Regions from separate parts of the Capsicum annuum genome. Here region 2 is linked to region 1. The links are chromatin contacts, called in public Hi-C maps. All regions are on one chromosome and are shown on one strand. Each heading gives the region's core, a stretch centred on a gene start, on an enhancer-like site or on the middle of the called end of the contact. The rest is flanking DNA. Distances are from core to core; before and after follow the strand shown.

Region 1 (5,375 bases), core at 1,688-4,187:
CTGTGGAGTTGTCTTATTATTTTGCTACATGTTATGATGCTGAATTTGGTTGCTCGCCTGCACATAAACACAATTATCAAAACCCAAACCTCACTAAGGATCAATATAGCCAAATTGCAGGCTTGCTGCAACAATTTCAAATTAATGTAGCTGAGGAGTTCTCTACTGAAAATAGATGACAAGTGGATCAGTTAATTTTACAGGTATTATTTCTTGTAACTCTTCTATTAATTTTGACAAACTCTCATGTGGATGTTTCAAAGCAAAAACTGATTTGTGGATATTAGACTCAGGAACATCCCATCACATGACCTTTAATAAACAAAATCTCACCAACTTAATCACACTAACCTATTTTTTCTTGATTAGACTACCTAATGGATATAGAGTTAAGGCGGCAGAGATTGGAACTATTCAGTTTGCTCCTCAAATATCTTTGAACAGTATCCTTTTTGTCCATTTCTTAAAATACAATTTGATCTCTGTTAGTTGTTTGACCATGTATCTTAAGTGTGTTACTTCTTTTTCTAATACCTCATATCTACTGTAGGCACCTTCACTGAAGAGGCCTCTAGAGATCGGTAAGTTGCATGATGGTCTATACTTTCTCTGCTCAGATTACTTATAAATGAGCAACACTTCAGTAGAGTGTCCTATCTTATATTCTTCTTTTCGTGCCAATATAGTATATTGTCAATATGTTTCTCATACTTGTAATTCAACTCCTTCAACATCTGTATTGCCTAATATTCATAATTCTAATAAAGACAATGTTGTATGAAATATTTCTGGATTATATCATGATATTGATGCAAACTTCTTGTGGCATTATAGATTTGGGCGTGTTACTTTTGTTAAGATAAAAGGCATATCCTTCATACCTTTGGCTTTCTCACATAAACAACCTTTCTTTTGTCCTATTTATTTCATGATCAAACATATAAATTGCCCTTTTCATCCAGAACTCACACCAATAATAAGATTTTTGAATTAGTACATATTTACCTATGGGGTCTATTAGATAGCAACACATGAAAATTTTTAGTACTTCATAACCATGGTGTATGATTATAGCAGGTCCACTGGACATAACTATTTAGTAAAAGCAATGTTCTTCATGTTATCAAAGCCTTTGTCAACCTTATTGAAAACCAATTTAACACCACCATCAAAATTATAAGATCAGATAAAGGCCTAAAGTTCACTAATAATGAGGCCACTCAATTTTTTCAATCCAAAGGAATTATACACAAAAAATCTTGCCTATACATACCACAACAAAATAGTGCGGTTGAAAGAAAGCACAAGTACAAACTTGAGACATCCAGAGCTCTCCATTTTCAATCAAAACTCCCAATAAAATATTAGGGTAAATGCATTTTAACCACAACCTATATCATCAATAGATTACATTCTACCCCACTAATAATAAGTGTCCCTATGAAGTCATAAACAAAACCTACTTACTCATATCTGAAAAGTTTTGGATGTTTGTGTTATCCTATCACTCCATCACATCACAGATTCAAATTTGTTCCTAGATCCAACCCATATGCGTTTGTAGGATATTCTTTTGGTACAAAAAGATATAAGTTGTTAAGTCTAGCTTATAAGAAGATACTTATTTTCTAGAATGTTGTTTTCCAGGAGACTATTTTTCCTTTTGCACTAACCAAAAGTTCTATTTTTCTCCTACTTGTCCTTTTAATTCTGTCACTTTTTTGGTAATTTTTATTCTGATAGTACTCCAACCTCAACCAATACAACTCCAATCGATACCACTACTTTTGAACTAACCACACATGTGTAGAGAGATATAAGATGTTCAAATAATGATGGTCCATGTTTTTCACCTTCACCCAATGTTTATGAATCTATTTTTTCACCAGAAGGTACTTCCTCTATGCCCTTTCATACTTCTCACACCTTATCTGGTCTATGTAATGTAGGATCTAGAAGATCATATAGGGTACCTAAACTTCCCAATTATTTAGCTAACTATGTCCATTCCCTTCTCAAACCTCCACTCACTTCACCTGATAGTCATGATCTTGCTCTTTTGTCCCTTAATGCCTCTTGCTCTCTTCATAATCATATATCTTCTGATAATCTTTTTCCTAATAGTCAGTCTTTTATAATAAATATTACTCATATTAGTGAGCCATCATCATATAAAAAGGTTGTTGTAAGCCCTGCGCACAAAAGTTTATTACCCTTCATGATAACAATATCTAGAGCCTTATACCTCTACTACCAGGAAAGAAGGCCATTAGTTGTAAATGGGTGTACAAACTAAAATATAAAGCTGATGAATGTATTGAGAGATATAAGGCTAAATTAGTAGTGAAAGGTTATACACAAGAATCTGGAGTTGATTATGTGGAAACTCTCTCTCCAGCTGTCAAAATGACAACTATAATGGAACTTACAACTACTGCAACCAAGAAACGTTGGGATACTCCCTTTATCCTGGACTTACTTAAAGAATTTTACTATAGTCACTAAACTTATTTGACTTCACCTCTTGATCCAAATGTTAATCTTAGAGCCCATGAGGGGAAAGTCTTGTCTGATCCCACCTATTACAGAAGATTGGTGGGAAAGCCCAACTTCCTTATAAATACCAAGTTAGACATAGCTTATGAAGTGAAATACTTAAGCCACTATATGCAGGATCCCAGAGAACCACATTTGCATGAAGCCTTCCATATGCTCAGATACCTGAAGCAGGATCCAACCTTAGGCATCTTTATGTTTTCATCCTTAGATAGCATAGTTCATACATATGTGACTCTGATTGGACCAGTTGTTCAGATTTTATAAAGTCAATGTTTGGGTACATTGTGCTTTTACGTAATTTATAAATCCAAGAAATAAGAGACCATCTTCTTTTTCTCAGCTGAAAATGGGTGCAGGTCTCTCAGAAAGGGGGGTTGGGGAGTTGGTTTGATTACATAAGCTACTTGAGGAGCTGGCTACTCCTTTTTTAAACACCACTCCTATTTATTGTGATAGCTAATCAACACTGCACATTGCTAGGAACCCAGTTTTTCATGAAAGGACTAAGCACATTGAGGTTGATTGCCACTTTGTCAGATTTAAGCTTCAAGATAGTCTTATTTCTCTATACCACATCAATACAGAAGATCATCTAGCATATATTATGACTAAATCTCTCACTGGCATAAATTATTCTGCTCTCTTACACAAATTGGTTATGATTACCTCACCTCCAACATGAGAGGAGGGGGAGGGGTATTGAGATTAAGATATATGTATAGCTTGATTAGTTAATTATCTTAGCTAGTGATAGTTAGTTAGTTATTTATATTTCCAACTGTGTCCAGCTGTCACATCAAGTTGGTCAAAAGCTAGATATTTTCTAGATGTTTAATTTTCTTCGTAGCTATATAAATAGTGAACTATGTACATTGTTGCTGAGTTTTTGCAATTTATCTTCTCTAATACAAAAGAAGGGAACTCTGTTCTCCCAATATACTCTTTCTCATTTCCCCTGCAACTGTCACTATTAATGGAGAACTTTAGCTCTAATCTTCCATAATTTGTTCATCTTGATAGTCTGGATAAAGGAGTTCAATCATAACCTGCGTAGTCAAAAATATTCCATGAGGATGGTTAATTAATAGAGGTGATGGTACTAGGATATTAGGTGGAGTATGCAGAATTTTCAACAAAAAATGCCCATCTATTGTCAAGGTTCATCTTGCAAATGTGTGTCAGAGACTTAAAATAGTTTTAAATGTTTACTTTCTGTCACAAATTAATACTTACTTTGTATTATTTTAAAGTGGTGTCCCTAAATGGTACCCCTTAATATAAGGTACTTCCGCCATGTAGGACATGACAATTGCTCCTTTAGGCATCAAAGGCTTCCAAGATTTTGAAGAAAAGTGTCAATGCATTGACGAATATGATTCTGCACCTATCCAAAAGCATAAGGTAAAGCTGAATACATCACAATTGTTCTTTCTATTGGTTTTTATCAAGGAAATTGGAAAATAATAGAGAAAAAAATATTAACAGAAAAATACTGTAATGAGGCTAAAGAAGTTGTTCTATTAATAACTCAAAGACATACATTTATAGCTAAATTTCTAACTACAAAATATAAAAATATGCTACTAAACTTATCTGTAGATTCAAATAACAAACAAAGAGGAAACTAAATCCTAAGTTCAAGCCACACAAGACTCTAATAAAAGATAGTTAACTAACAACCTATTAACTAGGATTTATTCAAAAAAAAACTAAAGCAGTAAAATAAAGTTACTCCAATTTAAAAGTATAATTCTAACAGTCCTCCTTGCTTAAGAAATTGTAGATTCTAGACTTAACCTCTTGAATAAATCTGTCAATTTGTCTTTGATTTTGCAAGGCTTGTTGTGCATCTTCTGTTGGATTAAATACTTAGCTTTTACCTCTCATTTCAACTTGTAAAATCCCCTGATGAGTGGAATCAAAGATTCGACAATATTTGTCTCCAAATAATAATTTAAATCCTTCTTTCATTAATTGGACAACGTTTCACAAACTTTTATCAATATCAAGCACGTAAAGGACATTTGAAATTATTTTGATGTATGGACTTGTTTTGATTGCAATAGACCTTTTTTCCTTTTGCAAAAATATAGTTACCATTCCTAATTCTGACTTTCTTATTTTCAACGGATATAAACTCTTTAAAAGGATTTCTGTCATATGTCATGTGGTTTGTACAACCACTATCAATCATCCAAATTTCTTAGTAGAAAAATATGTTGCCATAAATAAGTAGTCTTCTTCTTCTATGTTAGCAACTTGGGCATCTGTTTTATTTTTTTGAGATTTGCTTTTGCAAATCACAACTTCATTATCAAACTGATTGCTGATATTACATTGTGCATCTGACCTCTTCCAACATTTAAATAAAGGTTGACCATTTTTGCCGCAGTGCTGACAAGGTGGGTAATTTTTCAAAAATTTACCCTTACTTTGAGTTTTGTGGCTGGCTATTAATACTTTTTAAACTATTCCATCTTGCCTCGTAAGCCTCATTTGCTCATGTGCCTGAAAAGAATTTAACAATTTTGACAAAGTGATTTTGGACAGATCTTGTGTGTTTTTCAAGGTGGTTATACATGCTTCATATCTTTCGAAAACTATTACAGAGCTTTCTCAATAATTTTTAAATCTTTAAATTTTGTGCCTAGCAACCTTACCTTGTTAACAATACCAAACAATCTGTCCGAGTATTCCTTGACTGTTTCAGGCTCTTTCATTCTCTGCAACTCGAATTTCCTCATTAAATTCAATACCTTCATTTCTCGCATTCTCTCATCTCCAACATATTCTTTCTTCAGATAATACCAAATTTT
Region 2 (6,036 bases), core at 457-2,956, 240 kb before region 1:
ACAGTTAAAACTTATAGATGAGTTTCATAAAGTGATTGTTAGACCCATTATGTTGTATGAGACGAAATGTTGGCTAATCAAGAAATTACATGTTCAGAAAAAGAAAGTTGAGAAGTTGTGGATTTTGATATGTGAAGATAGAAAAAGTGTAGATGCCCTAGCAAAATTGTATGAGACACTACATAATAGCAGACATTAGAAGAGAGAAATGCAGATCGAAAAATAATGAGAGAAGATAATTAGACAATACATGATGCTTCTTAAACATGCCAAGGACGTGCTTTTAGAATATTGAAAAATCATAAGTTAGGGTGAAAATTTAGTTGATAGTTGAGTGTTATATTTTTACTGCACCATGATAGGCTTGATAGTTGTACACTTTTTTTACATGTGATACTAGCAATATTCTCACATTATTTTGCTCTTATACTATTCATTTCTCTGTATTTTATGTACTACTCTTCAAGTCATTCTTGTTAAACTACACTGGATATCAATCCAAGCTATTGTTCTACCTCCTCTCCTTTGAATAAATAATCTGTGCATTATAATTCTCATGAACTCTACAATAAAATCAAATAACTCTATAATTATTGGAGGGAGAAAAAAATAATAAAAAAAGCATTGATCAAAAAAAAAAAAAAAAAAAAAAGGAGAAAAGAAAGAAAAAGAGTAGTAAGTGGCAAAAGTGTAATTACTGTGAAAAGTAGCACCACAAAGTGAAATGGTAGTTCGCTTTAACGACCCCATTCTCTCCAAATGGCAAATATTCCAGCCCCTTCAACAAAAAAAACTCCACCCTGCATTTAGGTGTAGGCATATTTTTGTTTAAATAAAAAAAAATTGAAAAATCAAATCAAAATTTAATTTTGATTTTGATTTTTTGAATTGAATTCAATTTGTAATTTTAAAATTTTGATTTTTCGGTTTGATTTTAAAAAATAAATTCGATTAAATCGAAAAATCAAAATTTTATAAATAATATATATATATATATATATATATATATATATATAATATTTAATAATTCACATTGATAATTAACATTTAACAGCAAATTCACATACGCCGCAGGCTGTTTATAGATTGTTTTAGTGACTCAAATATTTTATGGATTCTTTTGGTGACTTTGGATTGTTTTATGGACTATTTATGTAGAAAGTATGTTATTTCATGGACTATTTTTATGAGTTTTGTGTTATTTTGTAAACTATTTATATAAAATTATATTATATGTAATGATTAATAACGTTCTGTATTATGTTAAATTTATGATTATTTTATTAATTTCATCCATGTTGAGTTATTTATATTTAAAAATGAAAAACAAGTTTGAAAAAAATAATTTTTCTCAAAAAATTCTTCAATTTTAAATGTTCAGATATGAAAAAAAAAGGCTAAATATTTTAATATTTCAAATCAAAATAAAACTCAAAAATAACTAAATCAAATTTATAAAAACCAAACTAAATCAAATTTATTTTGATTTGATTACAAATATTATTTTTGTCAGTCAAAAAATCGATAAATTAAACACCCTACCTGCATTTGTACACATAAAGGAGTCCGCTCCACAAACAGAACTTGTGGCTCCAGTGCATTTACCTGCATTGGCTTCCAAAACCTTCTCTCTCCCTCACACAGTTGCTTAAATTGCCCCTCATCAACTCCGAGTCACCTCCTCTTTCTCTCTCTCAAAGCTCTAGGAACTTTGAAGGAGACTCTACTTAGTCACCCCCACAATCCATGGCCGCCGCCAGAATTTCATTCTCGTCCACCTCCCGTACAAGTTATTACCGCCATAGCCCATTTCTCGGCCCAAAACCCACTCCAACAACCCCATCAGTGTACCCCATAACTCCGTTTTCTCCTAATCTCGGCTCAATTCTGAGGTGTAGAAGGAGACCCAGCTTCACTGTTTGCTTTGTTCTTGAGGATGACAAGTTCAAAACCCAATTTGAGGCTGGGGAAGAAGATATTGAAATGAAGATTGAAGAGCAGATCTCAGCGACGCGTTTGGCGGAGAAATTGGCTAGGAAGAAATCGGAGAGGTTTACTTATCTTGTTGCTGCGGTTATGTCTAGTTTTGGGATTACTTCCATGGCTGTTATGGCGGTTTATTACAGATTTTACTGGCAAATGGAGGTACTGGAACATTCCATAATCCCCAAACTCTTCTTCTTTTGGGACTTAAATTTTATTGTAATTTTATTTCTGTTTCGAGTGTAGGGTGGAGAAGTTCCTTTTTCCGAAATGTTTGGCACATTTGCTCTCTCTGTTGGTGCTGCTGTAAGTTCCATTTCTGTCTTATTATGAGCTAGTAATTGTAAGATTAGATACTGGCCTAATTCATACCCCCAAAAGAGCTAGCCGATGAGGAGAATATTGTTCAAGTCCGACCCATATCATTAACCATCAATATGGACTTTTTCATTAATAAATTAGTCGGCAAAAATATTGTAACGGTTGAAAAGTATTATTCCGTAATTACTGGAGAAACATTAATAAGTCGAAATTCAAATTACAAGTGGTTTAAAAGTTTGAAATTTTCAAAAATATTTTTGAATCATTCTAGAATAGTTAACAAGAGAGTAACTAGAAATAGCAGAGTTGGTTCTTCGGTGATCGATTTTAAAATGTCTGATGAAAATTGAATTGGAATTTCAGGTAGGAATGGAGTTTTGGGCTAGGTGGGCACATAAAGCGCTATGGCACGCCTCTTTATGGCACATGCACGAGGTTTGTGTGCTACTTATATGGATAGTAATTAAATGCCTTATTTCATTCTTGATGAGAAAAGAATTACTTAAGATAATTTAGTACGTACTTTATATTAAGATTACTGTCGTTACATTAAATTGTTGCAGTCACACCACAAACCAAGAGAAGGACCTTTCGAGCTGAACGATGTTTTTGCCATAATCAATGCTGTTCCAGCTATAGCCCTCCTTGACTATGGTTTCTTCCATAAAGGCCTCATTCCCGGCCTCTGCTTCGGCGCTGTATGTCATCATTTGGCTTGCACTTTTTTTTAAAAAATAATGTTAAAGTATGATCTTGATGGGGCACAAATTCAAAATTTAAAATAAGATAATCCATAATGGACGTAATCTATATTTATAAACTTCAAAATTCTTTTTTCATATAATGTAAATGAATTGAAAGCAGTTAGATAGCTAAACATGTTGATCTTGCTCTAAGTCCCCCTCTAATATTTCCCTAGGATACTCCAGAAATTTTACTCGATTAAGACGCTGTCTATTGCTTAGTGTAAATTAATGAGTATAGTTGTAAATATTTTATTTACATCAAGTCTAAACTCGTTTTAAGTTCAACGTTAAATTGATGAAGCGGTCTTCTGTTATGCAGGGGTTAGGGATCACAGTATTTGGGATGGCATACATGTTCGTTCATGATGGTTTGGTTCACAAGAGATTCCCTGTTGGACCTGTAGCTAATGTACCTTATCTTAGGAAGGTGGCTGCAGCTCATTCGGTAATTTAATCACACTTGAATGCGATTTTTATGAAGTACTATTAATTGAAATTTGTTCATAAGATTTTCTAATGTATTGGTTTGCTACTGCATTTGCAGCTTCATCATTCAGAGAAGTTCAACGGTGTCCCTTATGGCTTGTTCTTAGGACCTAAGGTGCCTTTACACTTCCCTTCGTGTTCTTATGAATTCTAAAATTACACAACATTGTACATAAGAGGAAATACTAACAATGGATAAATGGTGATTGATGCAGGAACTGGAAGAAGTAGGGGGGCTGGAAGAGTTGGAAAAGGAAGTGAATCGAAGGACAAGATATATAAAAGGATCATGAATGATTGATCTCATTGTTGATAAACACACGTCATTTTGCAATTTCTGTCAGTGGGGAGGGGGGAGGGAATTTTTGATGTATTTGACAGTGTAGAGTGAATGTAGCTCTATTGATGAAATGAATCTGTATTTATTTAGGCTCTTGTTCAGTAAAGCAAGGGAAAAAAATTATTATTTATTAGAAGCTCTACAGACGAATGTCTCCCCCGCCTTTTCAGCTAAGCTACAGACGAAGGTACCTCCCTCCCGCTAACTTAAAAAAATGTGTGATCAAAAAATAAAACTCAAAGAAAAACAACTTAAAAAGTGTGTAACCAAAACCGAATTCAAAGAAAAATAACGACAATAAAAGAGCGATAAATAATGCAACTGGGGCAAAAGTTAGGTCCTAGTTGACTCATATTACCAATTAAGTCTTGAGTTAAATTGAGGTAAAACGTATTTGGATAGAACTGGGCGCTGGGCAGAGCTAGGTTAGGGCTAGGGTTTATTCATTGAAAAATTACACTATTTATATATAATTAAAATTATATTTTGCGTACATATAGATATATTGAACTTTTGTTGCTACCTCATGTATTTACTTCTTTATATTTTGATCTCCTTAATAAAAATTTTTACTTCAGGAATGGAATAGAAGTTCATGGAACTTGCAATTTTGAGCGTGCTTCATTTGCTGTTACTTGTAATTTGCGTGTGGAATTTGAGGATAACTGCTTATTGGAGTTTGGTAAGCACACGTTTAGCTACACGAATTTCTATTTATCTTCTCAAGTATGTAGGTGCAATTTTGTTGATAAGACGCACTATTTGTCTACACTTACCATTCATCATTTCTTCACGCGAAGGTGCTTCTTTCTTATGCATCATTTGGTACTGATAAGACGCACTATTTGTCTACACTTATCATTCATTCCTTCATGCGAAGGCACTTCTTTCTTATGCGTCATTTGGTACATAAGGCTTTGGAGAAAAAATATCTACATCAAAATCATGTTTGATATTGGTGTAATATCACTTTTATATCTTTTTTCTTTCGTCATTTGCTTTAAGGTTTTTAAATGGATAATCTTAAATCTATTTTAGATTTTTCTCCTTCATCTCACTCAAATTCTGTTAATTCCGTTTAGAACCAACCTATTCCGAGAACTTTCGCATGTGGCGACAATGTTTTCCAAATTCCAATCTAGATTTGGTCCTAAAAGAAAGATCATACCATGAGGATCGGGGCAGTGTCAATAACATTTAAAAGAAATATTAAAAATTATAATTTTACGTTTGGATTGATTTTGGGATAAAATCAAAATTAAATTAGTTTAGTTAATTTTTTAATTATTATTAATCAAATCAAATATAATTCATATCCGTTGATTTAGTTGTTGTTGGTTTGATTCAATTTGATTTGATTTTTTCGATTTATGACTAGTCTTAATTGGCTCCGCTACTGCCTGAACTTCCCTCAGCAACATCTAATACAAAGCCTTTTACATGTGAAATTAACTATCAAATTGATAAAGCTAACACCAAGCAAAATCTATCTGATTGATAAAGCTACTGCCTGAACCTTCCCTATTATTCCCTCAGCAACATCTAGCACAGAGCAACATTGGTCGTTCCCAGTAAATAACAAAGCTCATTACTAAATGTAGAATTGGGAACTTGTATCAGCACTTGTAGAAACAAAGGGACTAAGAAGAAAACTGTCAATAATTATAAAATGCAAGTGCTAAAGTGAAGCTTATGACTAAATAATTATAAAATGCAAGTGCTAAAGTGAAGCTTATGGCTAAATAATTATAAAACGTAACAAAATATTTATATTTTATTTATGAATAATATTAAAATAATTATAAAATTGTATATATAATTTATTAATTTGATTTTTTTTTTTAAGTAGGTTCAGTTGTGATTCAATTTGGTTATTAACCAAACCATGAACCGCCCTAACTGCAGCCATCATAATTGTAGTCTGTGAGGAAGTTTTCAACAACAACAAGCTAGCGTTTGGCTATAGATTTACAAATATTTTTGGCAAGTCATTTTTTGGGTGAAGATCTAAGTGAAGTTTCATAATGTGTTTGATCATAGGATTTGGAAAACAAACTTCACTTGTAAAAGTTCCAAAAAAAAAGAAATTTGACCCAAATATTAGAGGTCCATGTAGCCATAAATATCCTATGTAATATTTGGGATTTTTTTTTGGCAAAA

Evidence for each region. Hi-C and Micro-C count contacts between places; a contact is called where the count stands out from the background.
Region 2: a Hi-C map of leaf shows a contact between it and region 1, with 2.2 times the contacts expected there. The contact joins the promoter of LOC107873401 here to the enhancer-like site in region 1. A contact is called at or near these places in 2 of 5 Hi-C or Micro-C datasets (leaf and placenta).

The regions. Positions count from the first base shown.
Region 1 is chr6:50,606,198-50,611,572 of UCD10Xv1.1, reverse strand. No RefSeq gene overlaps it. Among protein-coding and RNA genes, the nearest start is that of LOC124899247, 170 kb to the left of the region's middle. Within about 2 kb of position 2,937, at least 2 of the 5 cell types and tissues checked have an H3K27ac peak or open chromatin away from gene starts, as enhancers often do. A contact at or near this core is called in leaf, where this site is marked.
Region 2 is chr6:50,844,492-50,850,527 of UCD10Xv1.1, reverse strand. It overlaps LOC107873401 (beta-carotene hydroxylase 2, chloroplastic), which reads left to right and starts at 1,706. Exons shown (of 7, transcript NM_001398350.1): 1 at 1,706-2,145; 2 at 2,230-2,289; 3 at 2,668-2,739; 4 at 2,868-3,002; 5 at 3,370-3,495; 6 at 3,595-3,651; 7 at 3,752-3,922. The coding sequence starts at 1,747. The coding sequence ends at 3,829.